Linked DNA regions of Strix aluco: region 1 is linked to region 2. Evidence: chromatin contacts called from public Hi-C data. All regions are on one chromosome and are shown on one strand. Each heading gives the region's core, a stretch centred on a gene start, on an enhancer-like site or on the middle of the called end of the contact. The rest is flanking DNA. Distances are from core to core; before and after follow the strand shown. Region 1 holds the start of TNRC6B (trinucleotide repeat containing adaptor 6B). Region 2 holds the start of ATF4 (activating transcription factor 4).

What was found. Hi-C and Micro-C count contacts between places; a contact is called where the count stands out from the background.
Region 1: a contact with region 2 is called in a Hi-C map of brain, with 6 times the contacts expected there. The contact joins the promoter of TNRC6B here to the promoter of ATF4 in region 2. A contact is called at or near these places in 2 of 2 Hi-C or Micro-C datasets (brain and heart).

The regions. Positions count from the first base shown.
Region 1 is chr5:31,660,210-31,666,163 of bStrAlu1.hap1, forward strand. TNRC6B (trinucleotide repeat containing adaptor 6B) reads left to right here and starts at 3,240. Exons shown (of 27, transcript XM_074826726.1): 1 at 3,240-3,515.
Region 2 is chr5:31,247,603-31,254,147 of bStrAlu1.hap1, forward strand. ATF4 (activating transcription factor 4) reads left to right here and starts at 4,187. Exons shown (of 4, transcript XM_074826698.1): 1 at 4,187-4,340; 2 at 4,484-4,638; 3 at 5,782-6,096. The coding sequence starts at 5,880.

The sequences.
Region 1 (5,954 bases), core at 1,990-4,489, 410 kb after region 2:
GGATGAAAAAATGCAATTTCACTAGCCAATTTGGTCCCATTTTTCAACAGAAGTGGCAATGGCAGAGGTACGAAAAAAATAGGAAAAACTATTTTGTTCATAAATATTTGGACTTTATAAGAGCCAGAAACTAGCCTGGGAGCTGTGATCCCCCCAAATCCAGAGGTGAGCCCGGGTGGGAAATTCCAAGTCATCCACTGTCATTTCAGACAAACCAACAAAATCTGCTTGCTTTCTGCAGTTCAAATTTGTTCCATAGCATGAAACTATAGGAACAATGGAGCGTGGTATCTTTTGCTCCTCTGAAATGAAAATGTCTGGTTTCCCAGGCTATGCAAAATAAATCACGTTGTTTCACCTTGCTTTCCATGTCCTGCTACTAGCGCACCAAAACTCTGAGCAAAACATATGAAGGAAAACCTGCAAAGGAACACCAATAAGGGGAAGGGGAATCTAAACAGAGATATTATTATGTTTTTAATTATGGCAAAGACAAGGTCAGCATCTTGGACATATCCTTCTCTCCCAGTGCATGCAACCTGTACTCAGTATATTAGTGATTTCTGCTTACACCAAGAAAAATACATGTGGATACAGACAGGATATAGACAGTTGCTACTCAGTGAATAAACAATGAGGAACAGAGGCAAGGTGCATCCCCAATTTATACTACTATTTCATACTGAGCTATACAGTGCCTTTTGCATTCCTTAAAGCACTACAGTAACAAGGATGTATATATGCAGCATGAAGTCTTATTCATATTAATGGGGCTCTTTTCCCCCACAAACCAATGTAAAAATCAATTACCATTACTGAATGGGGAGGCCACCAAAAGATTCACCGCTGTTTACTGACTTGTGTAGCCCGAGTTCACATGGATCTTGTCTGCTGTCCGTGCCAGCAGCAGACACGGTTTTGCTGCGTTGGCAGCTGTCCCTCCTCGTGATGACTAACCTGTGAAGGGTTCTATGGCTCTTCCAAGACAGACTGTGTTTTCACTGAATACCCATAGACCTGTTTGCTAATGACAGGCACATCACATCTGTACAGCTCTCTCTCCAGCATCAAAACAGTATTTTCAGCTGCTCCACTATTTTGTTGATCAGGTTGTAACAGGATTCTCTGGAGGAGATCAGATGAAAACATTGCACTGGCATGCAGCCCTGGGTGAGGTCAGAAAGTGACAGACACTAAGATAACAGCAGTCTTCAAAAATACTGGAGAATAGGGAGAATGAGAGTGAGCATATAATTTTGTACAAGCAAGGATAGTCCCTCTCTCCTCCTAGTTTATCCTCCACAAGCTTTATTCCATATATTCCCCTCAGTGCTTTGTCTCCCTGTCAGTTTCAGCAACTTACATGCTCCTCTGGCCTTGCTCTTCCACTCCCCTAATCCTAAACCCTTCTTTGTTCTGTGTAGGTCCTGGTTATACACCTCCCATTTTCCTCCTTCCCTTTCTGAGATCCAGCAGTCCCCGGGGCTAATATTGTTACACCTCACTCCCTGGCTTCACATCAGCTCCCAGGAAAGTGTCCCCTGGCCAGCTCCTGCCTCAGTCTCCCACTGCCTCATCCCCTCAGCCATTTGTGGCTTAGCCCACTCCATAGATACCGAAGATCAGTATTGTTTTTAACAATTACATTTATGAATGATACTGTAGTCCTTACAGAACTGTTTTTCAAAGGTTTTCCTCATTGCTATTCACAGCTGCCATCTGAAAATTATAAAAGTCATTTTCAGCATAGAGAGCCTGCACAATGTAGATATTCTGGACCGAGCTCCCAGAAGCACCTCAGCCTTCAAAGCCCGAGGCCTGGTTCCAAAAAAACCTGCAGCTGGCTCTCAAATCATGAAGGGCAAAACGTCACATCACGGAAGCTGATGGCCAAGCTCCTTTCAGCCCTAATGAACGCCAGATTCCACCCGTGTAAATGTAAAAGATGTGTCAGCTGGGTAATCAGGCAGCCCAGATCACTAGCCACCCCCAGGCGACCCTGAGGCCGCCGGGAACTAGCCTCCACAGCTTAAGGTAAGCCCTGAGGGAACATAGAGGCGGGCAGGAGAGAGCTGAACCATAACCCTCCCCCACCTCCGTGTGCGGGGACAGAGAGAGACGCACGCGGCAAGGTGCGAGGCCGAACCGTGCTGCCGCCAGAGCCGTTCTGACGGGACCGGTGGCCCCTTCCCCCCACCCCCTTAACGGCCGCGGCGGCGCCTCGCGGGCCCCCGTCACGTGCGCAACTGCCCGGGCCACGTGGGGTCCGGCAGGCACGCAGCATCGCCCCGCCGCACCCACCGCTTCACACGGCCCGGTACCTACCTCCCCGCCCCCCTCCCGCGCTCTAGGGAGATTGACAGCGAGATGAACCAATCAAAGGCACCTCCTTCCCCTCCCCTCCCCGCGCGGCCACGCCCCCACCTACGGTTGCTGTGTCATCCGGCGGGTGACATCAGGGGCGGTTGCCAGTTGGCTGAGGAGGCGTCTGCTTCCCTCCAATGGCCTCGCGAGCCTCACGACTGACATCTTCCTTACCCAATAGTTGTTTCAGGGCGGGCGTGTCCGTGAAGGTAGGGGTGGAGCAAGGGGTAAAAGTCGTTGGGGACAGCAGGGACTGTGGCGTTATTGCCGTTCCGCAGCGGGGGCGCCTGGCGCCGCTGAGCGGTGACGGCAGTGACTGTACAAGTTATCGCATGTGGCTGTCACAGCCCTCCGCCCCTGGGGCCGGCAAATGAAGTAGCACACTGACGTAGCCTCCCCTCCCGCCTCGGCTGACGAGGGCCCCAGCACCGGCCGCCAAGGGGAGCAGCTCGGTGGGCGGGTCTTTGCGCTTGTATGGTGTAACGGGCACATCCATTCCCTAATGGTGTCCGAGGGTGCAGCTCGCAACCCAATCCGTAGTGCGGAAGGGCGGGGCAAGTAGGGGCGGGCGAGCGGGTGCCCCGTTTAAGGGGCAAATCTCACAGCCAACTGGCAGAAAGGAAGAAGGGGTGGAAGCCACTGAGGGTTGCAAGGGGGGCAATGTTAACCCATGACAGTCAGCAAGTGCAGCCAATCAGTGAGGGAGTAGCGACGCGACAGCCCAATTAGAAGCGCTGAGAGGCGGGTGTTCCGCTGTGATTGACGTGGGCCGTGGCTAATGGGCGGAGAGATCCCAGAGGCTCTTCCCAATAGGCAGCGTGTAGGGGTGGAAAGGGGAGCGGAGGAAGAAGACAAGCAGACGGAGTGACCAATCAGCGTGGGGGTCGGCGGGGCGCCGTCCAATGGGCGGTACGAGGGGCGGTGCGGGGGCGTGTCTCGGTGTGTTTGGGTTCGTGCTCCTCGGGGGAGGGAGACGGCGGCGAGGAAAGTTTTTTTTTTTTTTTTCGGTGGGGTTTTTTTGGAGGGTGGGGGGACGTTTTTCGCAGCTTCTTCGCGTTTGTTTCCTGGGCTCGTGTTTACCGGGCGGGCGGGCGGAGCCGCTCCGGCACTGAGAAGAAGGGGGCTCAGTGCACCGCGACGGCGCCTCAGCGGTGAGTGCGGGACAGGCCCCCCCCCTCCCTCCCGTTCCCCCCCCCGCGGGCGGAGAGGGGGAGGGCGGGCGGGCGGGCTGCGGGCCTCCCTCAGGGCCCTTCCCGCCCTCAGGACCCTCGCGCTGCCTGTGAGGGGGCCTTTGGCGCCGAGCGCGCGCGCCCCATCCCCCCCTCCCCGAGCTGCGGTGTCCTGGGGGGGCCGGGCCGACAGGAGGGCCCCCGAGCGGCGGCTCAAGGGCGCCGGTGCTGCTGCTACTCCCCCTCCTCCCCCTACCGCCTTCCACCCCGGCGAGCCCCTGTCCCGGGGCAGAGCCGGACTCCCGCCGCCCCCCTCCCCGCCGCCCGCCTCACGTGCGGCTGCGCCCTGCCGCCGCCGAGGGTGTCCCCCCCTACGTACCGCCGCCCCCTCCGGTTTTCCCGACAGGGCCTCGGCGGGAGGCGCGGGCGGTCCCAAGGCCGCTGCCCGGCGCCGTGGTGCGCAGCGCGGTGCGCTGGGCTGGCTGCCGGGGCCGGGGAAGAGCCGCCCGCCCGCCGGCTCGCCCGGGCCGGGCAAAATCTACAACGGCGGAAAGACCCCGAGGAGCCTTTTTGTGGCTGGGGAGAAACGTGTGGCTTTTGTGTGGTGTGGGGACAGTCCTGAGGTTACGTTGATACCACTACAAACCGCACTGGATGTGTTGAACATGATGCTAGTTAAAATGCGTGTATGTGGGCGGGAGGAGTGACCGTGCTCAGAGGTGTGTCCCAGGCAGGGGAAAAAAAAAAAAAGTTTCACGAGCTGTTTGTAGCAAAATGAGCGAATGTTTGTTTCTGGAGACACTTCACCGGCTGTGGATACCGCTGCTTGTATAGCATGGTGTCTTGCATGCTCAAATCTGCTTTATGGGAAATGCATGTAAGGGTATCTACTACAGGATAGAGCTAAGGCTTGTTGAATAAAACCAAGGTTCAACGAAGTGTTTTCCTAGCTAAAGTAGACATGCTTACTACTGTAAACGGTACTTCATTTTTACATGTTGAACATTTCACTAACCTGAAGAATATTTGTTAAGTCTTTCCATAAAGTTAACCTTTTTTTTTTTTTACAATCCGTAATTACAAAATAATGACTTGTTAGGTTTCAGTGTCACATTTTTATACTTTGCAAAAACTGTGAATCTTCCTGAGAAATAGTAGGTAGATCTTTGGGATTTGTATAGCTCTGTATTTGAAAGGTCTATTTTACTTAGTATTTTTCAGTAATACTGCTACCCAGATGAACTGGATTTTAGTTTCTGCTACACGTGTTATAGAGGTAATAGTGTAGATTCGCAGGGTTATTAAATACATGCACGAATTCAAGCGGCTTTATAGTTAGTTTGTCTAAACTGAAGTTGCTCAGCAATTCCTTCCTCTCCTGTGGTACCTCTCTCTAATGGTACAGATTCCTTGGAACATGCACGCTGTTGAGAAGCTATGTAAATGCTCTCATCTGCTGCATTTACCTGAGGTCCTGAAGTTAACAGTTAGTGCAGGGACTGCCATGTAGATGTATCTCAGGGAGTGGTTTGTAAGGGTGACTTTTCCCCTGTGTATAACTAAGTTGCAGGTAAAACTAGTCAATCCTGCAGTGAGAAAAATTGAGGCTGGGGAAGGGGGAATGGAGCCCAGAGCAGTAGTAGCAGTGTGTTTAGCTTTGCTGCTGTGATGTTCTGGGAGCAACAAAGTGCATGCACATCTTTCTTTGTAGAAACTAGGTGAGGCTATCATTATACCTTTTACTTTCATCTTGGTTAGCTATACTGCGTGTACATGTTTTTTGAATATATAATTTTATGTAACTATATGTATGTATAGAATCAGCTTAGACATTTCAGTGCTAATTGGTAAAATTCTGATGTGCATACTTCTTTTGTGAACTTGGTTTCTGTTTTCTCATAATGTTGTTGTTGGAATACTTAGTAAAGGGAATTGCTTCACTCCTGTAATGTGTACTGGGGAAAAATTAATTACTAAACAGTGTCTCTTGATTAGGCATCCTTATGAATTGGTGCGTTACTGCAGTTTCTGTATAGCTGCAAATTTAGCTGGAAATCTAAGCTTTCATTTAAATAATAAGCTCAAATGTTTGGAAATAAAAATCTTGAAACTGTGAATCAAAAAAAAAGCTTCGTCTACCAGAGTTTATGTGATTAAATAGTCCAATAAAAAATTTAGGTAGAATGTGTGTCATGGCTTTGCTTGGTGTTGAGTGTTGGATCATTAAAACTTGATGTTGGAGGATGACTTAAAGAAGAGAGAGCTTCAGGGAAGAATTTTGTGTAGTTCTGAGTGTATTTCACCTTAGATCTGCCTCTTGTTGTAGGAAGTAGGAAATTAGAAATAAATTTGTTTTGCAGAAATAATGCATAATATACATCATATATAGAGATAGCCGCATCTAGAGTGATGGGATGAATA
Region 2 (6,545 bases), core at 2,937-5,436:
GGTGGACAGCCACGATTGTTTCTGTATCTGTCTAAAATAATTGAACTGTAAGTTGCGAATGTAAATTGCAGATTTAATCCTTTTTTTTATTAGTCTCATTTCAAATGTCAGTGATATTTACATAATAGGATGGAAACAGAAGTCAGTGAGGGGATTGGTAAGCAATGAATGATTTATTAGAGATTCCGTTTGGTGTACTAGTCCAAAACAAACAAGGCAGAACATATGGCTAACTTATTTTCTGTTTGTATGTAATAAAAGATGGACGCTAATACCTCCCAGCCTGATTTTTAATCACATATATTTGCTTTTCAATCTAGTTTTAAAATGGAACGTCTATAAAGCAATCCCTAAAGAGCTTACGATGAGAATCTGGCAGAAAAGATTATCTGCTTGTGCCACATGAGCAGAGAAGCAACCAAGCACTGCGAATTAGCCTGTGCTGTAGAGGCTGTAGGTAATTCTCCCTCAAAACTGCTCACAACATCTAGCTGCTTTGCCTCATTCCTCTGTTGTGTTTCCCTCGGCACTCTGTCTCCATGAAAAATTCCTGCTGGTCTCTAGAAATGCTTTGCTCTTGAAGAGCAGGGTAAGGCTTCCCGTTCCTTCTGATGGAAGGTTCAAAGGACAGAAATTATCACAAGAATCCCCTTGGAGACTTGCCCTCACACTCATCCTTCTGCAAAGCAGGCAATGCCCCCTCCTCCCCAGCCACCCCAGCAGGGCCCAGGGCCAGCCAAAAGCCCATCTGCCTCTTCTCCGGGGCACTGAGGCTCAGTGGGGGCCCAAAGCCACCTGCCCAGTGCCATCATGGGGGTTGTGTGCCCTCCTGATGCAGCATCTGCCAGCCCTTCTCCCTGTCTGTGGCTTTCTCGGCACTCCAGGAAAGAGCAAACATCTCCATCTCCATTACCTTCCTGGCCCCAGCAATATGTACTTCCCCACACCTTGCCCCCCTGCTACAGAGGCCCACGAGTACCCCCCCCCCCCCCCCCCCAGTCCCTGAGAGCATCCTATACTGATGGTCTACACTGTGCGAGATGTTACTATGGAAACATTTACGTCCTCCCTGTCTTTTGTGTATTTAATAACATAGCATTCAGCATGTTTATGTCCTGTATACTTGCTGGTGGAAGAAAACCTCTTTTCTTTTGCAACGTTAACTTTAAAAGAAAAAAGAAAGAAATAAAGCCCATATATTGACCTTCCATCTTAATGAAGGAAGAGGGTGAATGGAGGAGGATTAGTTTTCCTCCTCCTGGTGCTGCTGTTTGGCCAGAGGTGGCTTTCTGCAGTGCTGCATTTATCAGGGCAGTTCATCACTTCCCAACAAGGTCACTTTGGCCTCTATCCTGCAGTGAGCTTTGCACAAGCAGCTCCTTTTGCCTGCGGCTGGCCCCTCTCTTCTGGGTCGGGATGGATCTTACTTATTACAGGAGCTCTCTTTACTGAGAGGTATGGTATCCAGGGCAAGCAAATAACACCCACGGTGCTAAAGCTGTTAATGTGTCAGCAGCAGTTCATTGACCATGCACACAAATTAATCTTCATTCAGAAGCCATCTTTTTGTGCTGTAAATTTAATTTTCTTCAGAGCTGCCAGACTTCTCAATCTCTGAGCCACAAATATATTCTGTAATACTGGAAAGGAATGCTTTTTAGACATTTCTGAGTTAGTAGCGGGTAGTTAGTAGTTCTCTCCTTAGAAAATACTTGTAATTTTTTTTGTACAAAAATTCATAAAGAATTGTTACTTGAGCTTAAAGAAGTGTCTTCTACCTTGGTCAAAAACTCTAGCCACAAAGGAGAAACCTCTGACATAATACGTGCAAATGCAGAGAGACGATTTATAAAGGAATTGGGGATATAGCTCATGGCATTATGTAACAACAATAATTCTGTAGTCCTTCAGCAGACAGGGAAAAATATGCTGTTCACTAAATGGCTAGCTTCTGGTTACTTGATTTCACTTTTTGGATAGGGGATTGTTAAAAAATTTCTGTCTGGAGCTTGTAACACAGACAAATTTCCACATAAGTTTACACACAAAATGGAAACCAGGCAGCTAGGAAACAGGCATATCTGGATTAAGTTCCTCAATGCATATTTCATTTTTGCTTGCGTGATTCTTGCTCACACATACCCAGAGTCCTTTCAGAGAAATCTATAATTATCTGTTCAAGATGAAGGATTGGGTGTGTATAGCATTTCTGTTTATTTAGCTATGATTACAGTTGTACAATCACTCTTTTCACTTAAAGGAGGGGCAAGCAGGCACGGCAGGGGATGTGAGAGCTCTCCCTTAGCCAGTGAGGACATGGAGATGCTGTCCACCCATCCACCCAGCCAATCACCTACTTGGCTTCTTTAAAAGCTGCCGCATCCTCTAAATTTTCCTTTGAAGCAAGATCTGCCTGCTCTGTGGTGTATTTATCAGAACAATCATCTTAGATCGCTCAGTTGCTACTGTAATGTTTTCTGGTGTTGGAGGACATTTTTCACTGCCTCCTCCATTTTAATGAGTCATTCCAAAATCTGTGCTTGCTTCTAGACAAAAAAAAAAAAAACAACCAAACAACAAAAAACCCCCAACAATCCAATATGGAGGAAAAATTGCCTTTTTCATTCAGCAGCTAGTGTTCAGTTTACAGATTGGTGATGGTAACATCAGACTGCTACAAGTAGAAACTGGGTCACGCCCATCCTCACAAATTATCAGTCGTTTAATAAATTCCAGACAGTTACACATGAGCAAACTCAGTGAAGGCCATGGCTTTACACAAGTGCTACTGAGGCCCTAACTGGAAAATAGTGGAGCCTTTTGCAGAAGTAGTTGAGAGCAATTTGACCTGCAGGACGATGATGTTTGAACAAGCAAGGACCCACCGAAGTTCTCAGAGCTGATGGTATGCTGTGGGGTTGGCAACGTTGAAAAGCAACCATTTGAAGCCGGGTAACTCTGACACGGTGAGGAAGCACACAGGCACCGATCCTCCCAGCTCACCAGAGCCGGCTGATGCTTGTATGACCCAAATGAAATGATGAAGGGACTGAAACCAGCAGAAAACTGTTGACCTCCGAGTTTCCTGCTGGGTTAGCTGGCTGAGCTGGCTCACTGAGGGCCAAAGCAGCTGGTGGAACTGTATAGCAAGGAATAGGGTGGGGGAAGAGGGCTGCTTCCTTTCCTAGCAGCAAGTTGATTTAGATCAGATAAAAAATGTGAAACTGCACTTTAAAGACTTTCCAAGGTGACACTGGCCTTTACAGCTGTGAGGCTATGTAGGTGATCCATTAATGCTCACATCAGTCTGAGTAATGCCTGCACAGAGAACCCAGAAGCAACTGTGTCAGCGTGAAGCCGCATGGCAGGAGGGGAAGTTCTCATTCATCAGCTGGGGAATAACCAACTTCATTTTCAGCTCTTGCATAGGTTGAAGGCACTAATTAGACTCATGCTCTCGGCTGCTCAGCAGCACAGCTCTCCAGTGAAACTCTGCATGAACCACCGCAGGTCGATACCTCACCATGGCTGCTGTGAAGCCGGCAGGCTCAGCTCAGAGATGTCCTCGTGCACACAAACACACAGCCCGTGCCCCGAAGCAGACATAATCTGAGCTCTGCATGTGTGGGGCAGGCAGGGAGGGAAGGCGAAGCTGCTCTGGGCTGACACGTTATCTGAGAGAGCAGGAGGCCATGGTGGCCCGCCACCTCAGTGCTGCAAGGGAGCCATGCCAGCCCCTTGGCCTCAGCAGCAGCTGCCAGCTCCGGCCTGACCTCAGCAGGTCTTTGTGTAGAGAACAAAGGGGGCCGTTGGAAATTAAAGGGGGAACACTCGCTTCTTCGAGAGGGACAGGTTAGTGAAGGCGCAGAGTTGCGATGCTGGCGCAGCGCCTTCTCCCCCCCCCCCCCCCCCCGCCCAGGCGCCATTTCTCTGCCCAGGTGCATCTTCTCGCCCCCCTCCCCCTCCCCTCAGCATCTGGCCTCCTTCGGGCCCTGGCCAATGACAGCCCACAGCGCACGTGAGCGGCTCGCCTCTAGCCAATGAGCGCCCGCTTCCCACGTGGCGATCTACGTGCTGCCGCCTATGCGAGCGCCCGGCTTTGTTGGCGGTTGAACCCCCCCCGCTCCCCGCGGAAGGGAGCGTCCTCAGCCGCTCCGATCACGTGACGCGCCTCTCCTTGGAGGGAGGTGGCTGGCGCGGATATACACCATATAGTCCCTCGGCTGCTGCTCCATCCTGGCAGGGTAGCTTTTGTCGATGGTTCCTGCGTTTAAACCGTGGCAGAATGGCAGGAGAGAAGCACTGAAAGATAAGCTACAGGCCGGCGGGCGCTGCGAGAGGCAGGTGACGTGTGGCGGAAGGACACCTCACAGCCGGATCTTGTTTGGCTTAAGGCGGCTCCTATAAAAGGCGGCGCGCGGGAGGCGTCACCCCATTGTGTGTCTGTTGCTGAGAGAGTATTGGTGTTTGTGTCTGTGCGCAGCACCTTCCCGCGCGGCGCGGACCGGAGCAGCCTCCCCTCCCCTGGCCGCCATGGCTCTTTAAGGGCGGCGGGGCCAGCGGCGGCATCGGCCAGTGCAGCAGGCGCAGCAGCAGCGGCGGCGGCCTCAGCACATCCCCGGCACCTGCAACCATGGCGTGAGTATCGTGTGTGAGGGATGAGTATTCCCTCTCCTGTGTGTTAGTAGTCGCTCTCTTTTACCCTTTAAATGGGCTTCGGGGGCGGGTTTATCACCCTCACGGTAGTGGATGGTATCTCTCGGGAAAAAAGTACCTGGGTAATAAGAATGGAGGGGGGGGAAGGGGTGGGATCCTTGTGTGGCTCAACCTCCCCGGGGCGGCGGGTGTCAGAAATGGCAGGAAATGCCATTTCAGAAGAAATACCGAGAAATTTCTGTGTCTTACAGCGTTCGAGAAAAGTCAGATACCCAAAACTTGGTATTTTCCCATACTGTGGGATTTTGAGGGGAGTAAGATTAGTACATTCCTTCGGGGGGGTGGGGGGGGAATGTTCTTGACCCCTCGGGGTGAATGCTTTTGTAGCTGACCCAAAAGGGGGCATTGGAGGCATAGGGGTTCTGAAAGTAAGAGTACCGTTTGGTATATCGTCCCGAGTAGATAAGCGGGGACTGTTCATAAGCTGGCAGTGGTACTGTAATTCTTTAATACTGTAGCGTTAAGCCTGCCCTGATGATCTGGAGGGGGTTTCATAACCTTCAGGAAACTCTAGTAAAACGTGTTGCGTGTGACACTCTGTTCGGTTTCTTACCCAAACGCCCCCATTTGTAAGTCAACTCATTTCAGAGGTCTGTTGTCCTTTTCCACCTCGTCTCTATCACCGATGTGCGGTGTTTAGCGCGCCTCCGCCCTGCAAAGCCTCGGCGGCAGCCTGAGCCGCCCGGTGCTGGAGCCCCGGTGGAAACGTGGCAAGCTACAAAATGGCGGCCGCTGCCGGGGTGGGGAGAGAGACGCGGCAGGATCACGAAATGGCTGCGGCTGCTGGCGTGGGTGTGAGTCACGGCAGCGGGTGGGTGGGGCCGGCGGCCGCCGTGCCCATCTTTGGGCATGAGGAAGCAGCGGCCCTCGGCGGGAGACTCGCACCTGGAGCCTGCGGCTGCCGCTGGCGAGCCTGGAGCAAGGAATTAAAGCGCAAAGATGTGTTGCAGGCAAACGGCACGGAGAAGTCGTACGAGTCTACAGAGTGCCACAATGCTTCCTGAAGTGGTATTGCTTTTAAAAAGCTGTTGAACGAGTACTGATGAATTAAAGTTTTATTTGCAGGTTTTTCAAGGCACTGCACAGCAGCATTGCTGTAGTCGACAAAAAGACCCTCTACTTGTCTACATCCTTCGACATCAAAGCGTTAAAAACTGACGAAGATGAGCCTCTTGAACAACGAGATGCTGTTGGGGGATTCATTATCCCCCTTCAGCCAGCCGTGTTCGGTGGCTGAGGAAAGTCTGGGACTCCTAGATGACTACCTGGAGGTGGCCAAGCCCCTCAGTTCGCATGGGTTCTCCAGCGACAAGGCTAAGGCAGTCTCCTCCAATTGGCTTGCTGTGGACAGTTTAGGCAACACCATAGATAGCAGCCAGGGTAAGGTATTACTTATTTGCATAAAATGTGTCAATTAATGGCACATAATACATTTAGTAACCTTCTGATTAAAACATTAAATTGCTAGGTTTTCATAAATCTGAAGGGCAACCTCACATGCATACCTCTGCTTGGAAAGCGTTTGTAGTACATCTCTTACACAATACAGAATTGCTGGTTACTGGACAGGCGTATGGTAAAGTGACACTTCTGTGTTCTTTTAATAACATACCAGCTGTTATGGTACTATTCCCTGGCAGAGGTCACAAGAAACAAGCCTGCCTGTATGTTTCAAATGGCCATGAATTCTAGTGGTGGAGTAAGAGGGATGGAATGTCTGGACAGCTGACTGCTTGCATAGTACCCTGTAGTCTTCTGCAGCTGAGTGGCAGGGGATTTCTTTTGCTGATGGTTTTTGTACCAATATAAGAGATAGGATGTTAAAAGAT